Regions from separate parts of the Zea mays genome. Here all the other regions are linked to region 3. Evidence: chromatin contacts called from public Hi-C data. All regions are on one chromosome and are shown on one strand. The core of a region is the stretch at or near the end of the contact, and the rest is flanking DNA. Distances in the headings are between cores, read along the strand shown. Region 1 holds the start of LOC100284440 (protein binding protein). Region 2 holds the start of LOC100283530. Region 3 holds the start of LOC100384258.

Region 1 (3,936 bases), core at 756-3,255, 260 kb before region 3:
TCGAGAAGCAGGCGTCGTCGTCGGACATGGCTGGGTTGGAGTTGGGTCGTCGCATCAGGAATCCCAATGCCAAGTTTCTAGGAGAGGACTAGGTGGCATAATAGGCCGTCCAACCTTGTAATAGTTGATACTTAAATACTATGAACAGGCAGGCACCGTAACGATTTCAGGCTGAGAAATATATCGAACAACTACTTCAATTCCCCTCCCTATCTGATCTCCTTCTTCCTCTAGAATCTCCCAGATTTTGTTGCTCGGAGCAGACGCTCACAGGCACCAAACAAAATCTAACGGAAAAACACTTGCAGCTGAAATCAGCTGAACTAAAATTTTGTTGCTTGCTTGCTTTATGTGCGTCGCGTAGCAGTGAGGTCAGTACGAGACAGCTGAGGCAAGGGAAATGTAGGCTGTAGCTGCAGGCTGGCCGTAGCATGAACGGGGGCTGCACTTGCAGTCCCATTCCCTTCCCTTCTCTTCCCTTGCGCGGAGACGAGAGGAGGACAAGTTGGTTGTTTTGTCCGTGTGCGTGCGTGCGTGCGTGGCCTGCTTTGGCCGCACGCGACGCCGACGGTCGACGAGAGCGACCGAAACAGCCGCCGTCGGTACGGTCTCGTCCGACTCGGGCGTCAGGAACAGCTGACACCCACCGCCTTCTGTTCAGCGCAGCGCCGGGGATCGGAGAACGGCCGGTGGGTGCGGTGTCGCCGTGCTGCGGCTGAGGTGAGGACCGCGACCACATACCTCGCCGGCGGGGTCGGGGTCGGGGTCAGAGGGCGTGGGTGGGTTACGCGGTCCCTTTCTTTCCGATCAGGTCCGCGCGCGCTGCCAATGCGATCCGATCCTGTGGACGTCTAGGCTAGCTCCCACGGATTCCCACGCCCGCCCGCGCGCGCTGTCGGTGGCGTGGCGTCCCGGGGGCCGGGGCCTTGGCCTTTGCACTTCACGGGGACTCTGGATGCGACCAAAGACTGGCAGGTGGGGCCCCGTACGCGACACCGAATCCAAGAGCGGCATCGAGCACTTGGGAGTTGGGATGCTAATCCATGGGCTCCAACGACGTACCCGGCCGCCGGAGTAGTAATGATTGAATGGATAATCCAGCTGTTGTAGTTTGCAAGCCATGATTCAAAAAAAAAAAAAACGCATAGATGAGCACTGCAGATCGATGACGAGGATGAATCCATCATATATACGCTCACGGCTCACCAGGAACCGACACTTGCCGCCCCGCCGTGGCAGCCGCCTGCACACCCCAACCGACGTGAAGGGTGCAGCACGCACGCACGCACGGACACGCTGACCGACGCAGTGGTCCGGTGTGCACACGAAGCAAGCAAGCAGCTCGTCCCATCCGCAGGGCAAAAGAAAAGTAAAAAGAAAAAAGAAAGCCTGAAGCGGAACCGGGCAGTAGGAGAAGCGGGGACCTGGATCGGGTTCGGGGAGGGAACGGGCGGACGGACGGACGGCTGGGGTTCCGGCTCCGGCAGTCCTGCTCGGAGCTTGCTTGGAGGCGAAGGCCGGCAACGAGAGCGAGGAGACGAGACGAGACCGACCCCGGCGTCCCGAGCAAGGCTTGCAGGTCGAGGCCACCAACCACGGCCGGGGCCGGCCACGCGCGCACCTGTCGCAACCACCCACCTCACCCAACGCGCGCGTCGACCGGGAGGGCCAGGGGACGCCGCACCGGCACGGCGGCACCCCGCGTCGTCGATCTGCTCTGCTCCTTCTCACGGCGCCACGCCGCCACCGGACCCGGTTGGACGGCAATACAACGCCATCAGTGTCAGTGATCAGTCAGTCCATCGGAGTTCTTTTCAGCGTCCAGTTGTACAGTGCGGGCGCCGCAGTACAGTACAGCTACAGCACCCCACACCCGGTCCATTGCATTGCATTTCATCGCGAGGAGGCGCCCCGAACTGTGGATGGCTAGCTTGCTTCGCTAGCTAGCTTCCCCAGTATAAATATTCTGGTGCGGGCAGCTCCGGTCTGCCCCTTAGTTGTATCCTCTCCTCCTCCTTGGACCTCCCATCTTCCTTCCTCTTCGTTCGTTTCTCCAACCGAAGCTTACCGGCATTCGCTCCTGGTTTTCCGGCCAAGAACCGATTTTTTTCCGGTTCCGGCGTAGCAGCAGGCAGCTAGCTTGCCACCAGCTGATTCATTGCCTCTACTAGTGTTTTTCCTGAGCTCGGTGGGGTGATCGGTCGATCGGCCGCCGCTCGAGACACGTACGTACGTACGTACCCGATCGAGGGTCGCTCCAAGATGATGATGAGCGGGAACCGGAAGCAGAGGGTGGCATTGTCGCCGGTGAAGGAGGCCGCCGCGGTGCCCAAGGAGGAGGTGTGGGAGGTCCGGCCCGGCGGGATGCTGGTGCAGAAGCGGAGCCCCGACGCGGACCCGCCGCCTGTGCCCACCATCCGCGTCAAGGTCAAGTTCAACGGCGTCTACCACGAGATCTACATCAATTCCCAGGCATCCTTCGGTAATGCCGCCGCCGCTGGCGCCACTATCTATCTATCTATCTATCTATCTATCTATCTATCTACGCGATACATACTGAATGGAGAGCGGGTGATGTCATGAACGAACGAACGCAGGCGAGCTGAAGAAGCTGGTGTCGGAGAAGACGGGCCTGCACCCGGACGACCAGAAGGTGGTGTACAAGGACAAGGAGAGGGACTCCAAGGCGTTCCTGGACATGGCCGGCGTCAAGGACCGGTCCAAGATGGTGATGCTGGAGGACCCCGCCGCCAAGGCCAAGCGCCTCCTGGAGGAGCGCCGGACCAGCAAGGCCGAGCGCGCCGCCAAGGCCATCGCCCGCGTCGCCCTCGACGTCGACAAGCTCGCCACCAAGGTGCGTGTTCATCCGTCCGTCGTCGCCACCAGATCGACCAGCAGGCCGCGTTGGCTGATGGGTCGGTTGGTCACTCTGTCTGGTCTGTCTCTCGATCGGCAGGTGTCGGCGCTGGAGACGGTCGCGAGCAAGGGCGGCAAGGTCGTGGACGCGGACGTGGCGACGCTGACGGAGGCGCTGATGCGCGAGCTGGTGGAGCTGGACTCCATCGCCGCCGACGGGGACGCCAAGGCGCAGCGGCGGGCGCAGGAGAGGCGTGTGCAGAGGCACGTGGAGACGCTGGACGCCATCCGCGCCAAGAACAAGGCGGCGGCGCCCAGCAGCAACAGGACACGGCGGCCAGCGCACCTCCCGCCGCGCCCGCAGAACCAGCAGCGGCGGCAGTTCCAGCCGCCGGCGCCCACCACGGCGACGGCGCCGGCGCCGCAGACCCAGACGGCGGCGAGCTGGGACTCGTTCGACCTCCTGTCGTCGGTGCCGCCGTCGACGTCGGCGGCGGCCCCAGTGACGAGCACCACCACGCCGTCCCCGCGGTTGGAGTGGGAGCTCTTCTAGAGGGCTCCAGGCGCCAGCCTGCCTGTCTGGGCCGTGGGCCCCTGGCCCCCTCTCCTCCCGCCACATGTGTGCTTGTCCATCGGCTCGGCTCGGCTGGGCCGGTACCTTGGCCATGGTGTGCATGTTTGTCAATCGCCATTCTTTGCTTTCCCGTCCCTTTTGTTCTTTCGTTCTTTCTTTTTTTTCCTCATGTCCTTTTTATTAAGTATATTGTGCATGATCTCCATGCATCCACTAAAAAAGGGGCAACAACTGCAGTAGCTAGCTAGTAGTAGTGAACACAACAGAAGCGTGCGTCCATGGTGTCTGTCGTCGTCTGCAAATAAGTGGTGTGGCCTTGTTGCAACCGTACCGATGATGATGAAGGATTTTTTTTTTTGGCCATGACCGTCCGTCCATAATACGTGTATGTATAGTAGTTGCAGAAAGTCGATCAGTCAGTGTATATATAGTGTACATGAATCAAACAAACAAAGCTCTCAACACACGCGTCTCTGGCCTGGCCTGGCTGGCTCTCATATGTGTTC
Region 2 (3,949 bases), core at 783-3,282, 370 kb before region 3:
AACTATAAAATATTATTTTTATAAGTATTCATCATCCATTACTATTTTCCTCAACTAATAAACACCACCGTGTACGGAATATCTAGGAAGGGGTCGACTGCTACACCCCCACATCCGACGCAACACTGTACAATTCGTTTGCAGTATAGCTGGTGTAGCGTGAAACGCTGTGGGCGCAACGGCGGTCCAGAGGTTTTAGGGGGGCTAGGGAAAATTTAAAATAGAGGTCTTTTAAACTATTGTTATATAAAAATGGTACTAATATATACACTCAAGTCACATCTAAAAATATCCATACCAAGAAACAAGTAAATAAAAAGATATATGTTACAGTATTATCTTAAAAAATTCTTCTAACAAGTTTAAATATAATCGTATTGTGAAGACTTAGGGTTTAAGGTTCGTGGCTTCTAACTCTTCCACGTTTCACATACGCTACTACAGGTAAGGGTGAAAACAGTCGGTAATTGTCGGAAAAAGCTCTGACCGTTTTCATTCGTATAATTTTTTGTTCGGTCGAAATTGGTAAACGGGAAAGTCGAAAACGGATAACGACCGGTAAATTCCGGTATATCGAAAACGGTAACTGTAATCGGAAAAGCTCACAATAAACAAATCCTAACCACACAGTTGTTCATTCACATCCACATACAAGTCTCATTCATAAAAGTACACAAAACACAATCTTGTCCACATATAATTGGTCATACACGCATACATATCCACTGAAGTTTTAAAACACACAACACATAAGTCTTAAAACACACGATACATAAATCTTAAAACACGATTGTTTATTCACATCCACATACAAGTCTCAACCAACACAAATACACAATACATAGTCATGACCACACATAAATAATCATATATGTTCACTGAAGTTTTAACCACGTAGTATATAAGTCTTAAACACATGATACATAAACTAGAAATCATGTGGCATGTCGTCTAGATCACTTGATATATCTTCTATGACATCTGAAACCCTAATCCCTAAACCCTAAGAGGTATAGTTCTTGCCTCCTTGGTTGTTTTGTGGATCGGGAAAATACGGTTAAAATACGGGAAAATACTGGATTTTCCTGAGAAATCCGAAAAATTGACGGTAAATATGTCTCACCGTTTACCGTACCGTTTTCGTAATAATATATCATGTTTCCGTCCCGTTTTCCGTACATCCCGAAAATCTGAAAATGGTCGAAAAAATTCGGTAAACGGTACCGAATTTTTTCGACCATTTACATCCTTAACTACAGGGGTCGTGCACCGTGGAGGACGGTCATAGGCTTTCAAGTGTACACAGTACCTAAAGTTCCAAAATTCATCCATGAATCACATGGACGCCCCTATACCGTACGGGAAACAGTGCAGCATCGCCAAGCCGCCAAGCAAGGACCAGCTGTCGTGTGTGTAGCGCCATCCACCAAGCACCTATCCGTATCAGGACTACTAGTGCAGTCGGGGGATCAGGATCAGCAAAATATCTCAGACTCGGCAACTCAAAAGGCTGTGCTTTGGACGAAAGAAATCTTCTTAATCTAAAGTCGGTCGTAGAAAAAAAAATATCTACGCTCCTTCGTCTGTAGACTAGTCACAAAAGCTGTCACGCTTGCTTAAATTAACTTGCACCATTAATGTACGGAAGCCACCAGACCATCCCTGTGTCCCCACAGAAACAAATCCTACACGACTGCATCAAGCAAAGGTTTCTGTCGCTGGCCATGGTAGCGCCAACAAATTTCCGATTTTATAAAATGGCCAGGGGGCCCCACCGGCGCCCGAACGAGACGTGACCCGACCCAAGATTCCTCCGCTGGGCTTGAAGCTTCCAGAACAACGAACAGGGGGGCAAAAACAACGAAACCTTCTCGCAGTTTCGTCGCCCCACCCCACCCCACCCGCGACGCGGGCGACTTGGCTTCCGCGCCCGGTCGGTCTTGCCCGGCAGCCGGCACGAGTGGCTGGCGAGGCGGGTCGCCCTCGCCATATTAGCGCCTCCCTCCTCCTCCTCCTGCTCCTGCGCGCCCCTGCTCGTAATCCTAACCGCCCTGGTTTCTCTACACGCTACGGGACCGGTAACTTCTAGAACCCACCACCTTCCATCCTTCCTTCCTTTCCTCTCTCTCTCTCTCTCTCCTCGCGCCCACGGTGCCCGCCAGCCAGATCCGCGCGTTCACCGGCGCCATGGCCGCCGAGCATGCCACCGCCGCGGTGGGTGAGCCGCCTCCCGCCACGTCGCAGCCGGCGGAGGGCGTGACGGCGGCGGCGGGCCAGAGGTCCGTGCCCACGCCGTTCCTCAGCAAGACGTACCAGCTGGTGGACGACCCGGCGGTGGACGACATCATCTCGTGGAACGACGACGGGTCTGCCTTCATCGTGTGGCGCCCGGCGGAGTTCGCGCGCGATCTGTTGCCCAAGTACTTCAAGCACAACAACTTCTCCAGCTTCGTGCGCCAGCTCAACACCTACGTGAGCGCCCCGTCCCGTTGCATCCATCGTTTCGTCTCGGTCTCTTACTCTCTTTCCGTGCTGTGTATGAGTGTGTCTATCACTCTATCCGCGTGGCGCTCACTGTTTGTTGTCATCCGGGGTATCCCAATCCCACGGGTGCAGGGGTTCAGGAAGATCGTGCCGGACAGGTGGGAGTTCGCGAACGACTGCTTCCGCCGAGGGGAGAAGCGGCTGCTCTGCGACATACACCGCCGGAAGGTGTCGCCGGCCACGGGGGCGGTCACGGTGGCCGCCGCCGCTGCGGCCATCCCGATGGCGCTGCCCGTGGGCTCTCCGGTGTACTCCGGCGAGGAGCAGGTGCTGTCAAGCTCGTCCCCGGAGCCCCCGTCGCTGCAGCAGCACCCGCCGGCGCCGTCCGGGTCGGGCTCCGGCGGGGTGGTCTCGGGCGACGTGGGCGAGGAGAACGAGCGGTTGCGGCGGGAGAACGCGCGGCTGGCGCGCGAGCTCGGACAGATGAAGAAGCTCTGCAACAACATCCTCCTCCTCATGTCCAAGTACGCCGCCACTCAGCAGCCGGACGCCGCCAAGGAGGCGGCCGCCGGGAACTGCACCGGCGAGTCGTCGGATGCCGCCGCGGCGCCTCCGCTCCCTTCGATCCTGGAGCTCCTACCCTCGTGCCGCGCCGACCCCGCGCCCGCTGCAGCCGGAACGGATCACGAGGATGACGAAAAGGCGGGCGCTAGGCTGTTCGGCGTCTCCATCGGGCGGAAACGAATGCGGGACGAGAGCGACCACCACGCCGGCGTCTGCGCAGCGGAGGTGAAAGCCGAGCCGGTGGACGCGCGTCCCGACCAGCAGCGGCAGCGCAACGCCACGGAGCCGCAGTCGTGGCCCATTTACCGGCCCAGGCCTGTGTACCACCCGCTCCGGGCCTGCAACGGCTCGGGCAGCGCTGGGAGCGACCACGACGGGTCCAACGACTCGAGGTGACGGGAGCAATCGTCGATCTGCCCTCAGTAAATTAGTATTACACTTACTAATGGTACTAGGTAACTATATTACAGGTTAAACTAGGATGTGAGCTCTAAATCTCTAATTATGTGGGGATTTACTGACCGATCCTATGTAAAAATCTCCAGTGTTTATGTAGTTGATCTCATATTACTGCAAGTACCGAGTATCCTTTCTGTACCATAAAACTAGAGGTTAACTTATGCACAGTAGACTAATATTTTCTTTAAGCCACTTCAATTTTATGAGCTATTCTAATTTTTAGACAGCCAAACTATCTCAAAATTTATCTAATTTAAATAAGAAAATAATAATATTTATAATACTAAATGAGTATTATTAGATTTTTTATTGATGACATTATTTCTTAGTATATTTATTTGATGTTTTTTAGTTAAAATTGAGATGAAGCATCTTCACGAAGAAGTTGGACGGAGGGGGAAAAGGAGGGAGTAAAACTGTTCTCTGTTCTTGTTGAAGCTAG
Region 3 (3,570 bases), core at 400-2,899:
GAAGCAAGAAATTCTTGCTTTTATCCATTGCCACTAGGAAACATGGGGCCAATGCAGATGAGTATCACAACAAGCTTACCATCTCTCAGCTGTGCTTGTTGCTCCATGGCTTGCAGCCTAATTTTCAACTCGTTGTTCTGAGTAGCCAGTCCAGCTGAGTCCCTCTGCAAACAAGCACAGCAAGGTCAACTTAAAAACATCACATTAGAGGTTGAATCGAAATCCCCAGCAGCTCTAGAGAACAAACCTGCAGCATTGTCAACTGTGCTGAGAGTGTCGTAGCCTCTGTCTGCAGCACTTGCACCTTATGCTCAAGCTCCTGAATGTACCTCATCTTGCGCTCCTTTGACCTTGCTGCTGACTGCCGATTTGCCAGAATCCTGAAAAAAAATCCCACGAGTCAGAATGCCCAATTTCAGGAAATGAGAGAAATTTACCCAGTATATGAAGAAATGCACACCTCTTGACCCTCTTAGGATCCGTCAAAGCTATCTCAGCAAGCCGCTCATTCGCCATGATTTTCTTCTTCTCGGACTCAGTAAACTCTCCATTGGAGAACTCCATGTCAAACAGCGCGACAGCACCACCTTCCAGTGAGCCGCTCCCGCTCCTAGTGAGGCTGCCACTGGCACGAGGAGACGGCAGCGGCAGCTTTGGAGACTCATCCCCTGCGGCGAAGTTGAGCTTGCCCATGAAGCTGTCCATGGACAGGCTGCGACAATGGCGGGACTTGCCCCCGTCCTTCCTGTCCGCCGACGTGGACTGGCTCTCCGCCTCGTTCTCGCTGCTCTCCGCCGCGCTCCCGGCGCGCGTGGTGCCGCTGGCGCGGCTGTCGCGGTCGTCGTGGCGGTCCTCAGAGGAGTTGAGCGGGTCCAGACCGTCCAGGTCCATGTAGGCGTTGACGAGGTCGAAGAAGGCGGCGTCATCGCCGTCGCCGCCCTCGGCCGCAGTGGCGACCTCGCGCTTGACCGGTGCCGGCGGGGGCAGCGGCGGGCTGAGCTGCGCGAGGCCGAAGGGGATGTCGCTCTGCGAGCGGCGGTGGCCGGACCTCCTGGGCGGCAGGCCGAGCGGCGGCGGCGGGTCCGAGGTCGACGGCGGCGGGGAGGGCGCCGGCACGGCGGGCGCGGCGCCCAGATCAGCGTACGGCGGCGGCGGCGGCGGGAGCGAGTCGAGCGAGAAGAAGAGCGGCTGGGAGAGCGAGAGCGCGTGGTGCGCGGCGGCGCCTGGCGAAGAGATCTGGCCGTAGGGCGACGGGAGGCGCGCCTGCGGGTGCGCCGGCGGCCGGAGCGACGGCGAGAGGCGGCGGTGCCCGGACGCCGCGGCGGCGGAGGCCAGGTCGAGCGGGGCCGGCGAGCGCGGCACCGGCGGCTGCCCCGCGAGCTGTGGCGAGAGGTGGTGGCGCGCGGCGGCGGGGTCGGCGGAGGCGCTCGGGTCACCCATCGCGGCGCTACACTCTGGAACGTCCGGAGCTGGAACTGCCGGAATGCCGGCGGCGAGCGCGAGGGGGGAGCAAGCGGAGGCAACGCCGCGCCGGCCTGCTGCAGCTGGAGGAGATGGCGCAGTGGATGAAGGAGGAGGCGCACACGGAGTCCAGTCGCCCAGGCGAGGAGAGCGAGCAAGAGCAAAGCTATCACTAGAAACAAAACACGCACACACTGACAGAAGCAATCGATAATTTCCTGGTTTAATTTTCCTTCTGGAGGGCTTAATCGGTGGTGGGTTCGCCATTCGCGTGTGCATGTGTGGCCCTACGCGGGGGTTACGTGACGCGTGATCCTATTGGTGGAAATCTCCAATCAGTCCCTCCTTTCCAGCGCTTATTTATTCCCTTCACATCGCTCACGCCTGATGCGTATCGAGTCCGGCCGAAGGGTATTCCGGGAAATTTGGCTGTGGGGTTCGGTCGTCGATGATTGTTGGCGCCGCAATTAGTGGGGCTACTTAATTTGGGTCGGACCATCTGGTATGGACGTGGACCGTGGACTACGCTTCCTCCCACTCTCCACATGGGGTCTTGACTTGCTCCGTGATCGGGTGGACTGCGATTTTACAATCGCCCTCGTGGGGCCTCAATTTCTGGTTGCAAATTGGATTTGTTTTTATGGTAAATAGGTGGGATTTGCTTGTTTTCAACATGATTCATGGGATATATATATATATATATATATATATATATATATATATATATATATATATATATGATATACTAGGCGGGTGTACATGTGTTGTAAAAGACCATTACATTGCAACCATAAATACTATGCAGACTTCTATATATGATAGTTAGGTGTTCGTGCGTTGTTATGGTTTCTATATATCATTTAAATGGATGTTATGACAATCATTTTAAGTAGCAATATACTATATGTTACCATGAAGCGTTGGTGCCATACAACAACATTTGAATGTTATTGTTAAGTAGCAATATACTCTATGCCAGACGTTTAACCTTTTTCCAAAAATATAGAAACCTGTAAATTAGAAACAGATGCTAGATGTACTCTAGCGTCACTTGCACTAAGATGAATGACAACAAAATTACCATTCTAAATCTAGCGTCAGTTGCACTAAGATGAATGACAACAAAATTACCATTCTAGACGAACAAAACTTTAGAGTCCACAAGAATGTCATCAGTACACTGCTACAGGTGCATTAAGGCAGAAAGCAACACAAGGCTAACATAAAGTTTCAAGTCACATGCATTGCATGATAAAAAAAATAAGTTACCGCAAAAACAGATGGTACAACCAATGTCGTTATAAACCTTATACTGGAACAATAACACAGGCTCTTATCTCATCTCATAAGATAAAGACTTCATACCTCAAGATAGGAGTAGAGCCCACGAGGGACGCCTCTGCCGCTATCTCTTCGGTCACCACCGCTCTGCGGTGGCCATGGAGGCGACATTCCACTAGGGTGTTGCCAATAAACAGAAGAACTTGCTATCATGAATTGCATATATGGACTTAGGCGGACATTGAGCTTCAATGGGTGTTTTAAAATGTAATGTTGGAGCAAATGGATTCTTGGGGAGAAGCACCTGCAAAAAATAATAACTAATAGGATGTTTAGAAACAAAGATTGATGACAAACATCATATCTATGACGATAACACTCATCTACATGTGGAGAACTGATAGTCGCCTAGAGGGGGGGTGAATAGGGCGAAACTGAAATTTACAAATATAAACACAACTACAAGCCGGGTTAGCGTTAGTAATAAAGAAACGAGTCCGCGAGAGAGGGTGGAAAAACAAATCGCAAGCGAATGAAGAGTGTGACACGTGGATTTGTTTTACCGAGGTTCGGTTCTTGCAAACCTACTCCCCGTTGAGGAGGCCACAAAGGCCGGGTCTCTTTCAACCCTTCCCTGTCTCAAACGATCCCACGGACCGAGTGAGCTTTCTCTTCTCAATCACTTGGAACACAAAGTTCCCACAAGGACCACCACAAGTTTGGTGTCTCTTGCCTCAATTACAAGTGAGTTTGATCGCAATGAAAGAATCAAGAAAGAGAAAAGCAATCCAAGTGCAAGAGCTCGAAAGAACACAAGCAAATCACTCT

The links. Hi-C and Micro-C count contacts between places; a contact is called where the count stands out from the background.
Region 1: a contact with region 3 is called in a Hi-C map of leaf, with 2.8 times the contacts expected there. The contact joins the promoter of LOC100284440 here to the promoter of LOC100384258 in region 3. A contact is called at or near these places in 3 of 25 Hi-C or Micro-C datasets (bundle sheath, leaf and tassel).
Region 2: a contact with region 3 is called in a Hi-C map of endosperm, with 2.9 times the contacts expected there. The contact joins the promoter of LOC100283530 here to the promoter of LOC100384258 in region 3. A contact is called at or near these places in 2 of 25 Hi-C or Micro-C datasets (bundle sheath and endosperm).

What each region holds. Positions count from the first base shown.
Region 1 is chr4:201,140,594-201,144,529 of Zm-B73-REFERENCE-NAM-5.0, reverse strand. It overlaps LOC100284440 (protein binding protein), which reads left to right and starts at 2,005. Exons shown (of 3, transcript NM_001157335.2): 1 at 2,005-2,482; 2 at 2,598-2,854; 3 at 2,957-3,793. The coding sequence starts at 2,263. The coding sequence ends at 3,409.
Region 2 is chr4:201,250,271-201,254,219 of Zm-B73-REFERENCE-NAM-5.0, reverse strand. LOC100283530 reads left to right here and starts at 2,032. Exons shown (of 2, transcript NM_001371946.1): 1 at 2,032-2,472; 2 at 2,617-3,695. The coding sequence starts at 2,188. The coding sequence ends at 3,444.
Region 3 is chr4:200,879,399-200,882,968 of Zm-B73-REFERENCE-NAM-5.0, reverse strand. It overlaps LOC100384258, which reads right to left and starts at 1,649. Exons shown (of 4, transcript NM_001176824.1): 1 at 461-1,649; 2 at 248-380; 3 at 80-164. The coding sequence starts at 1,440.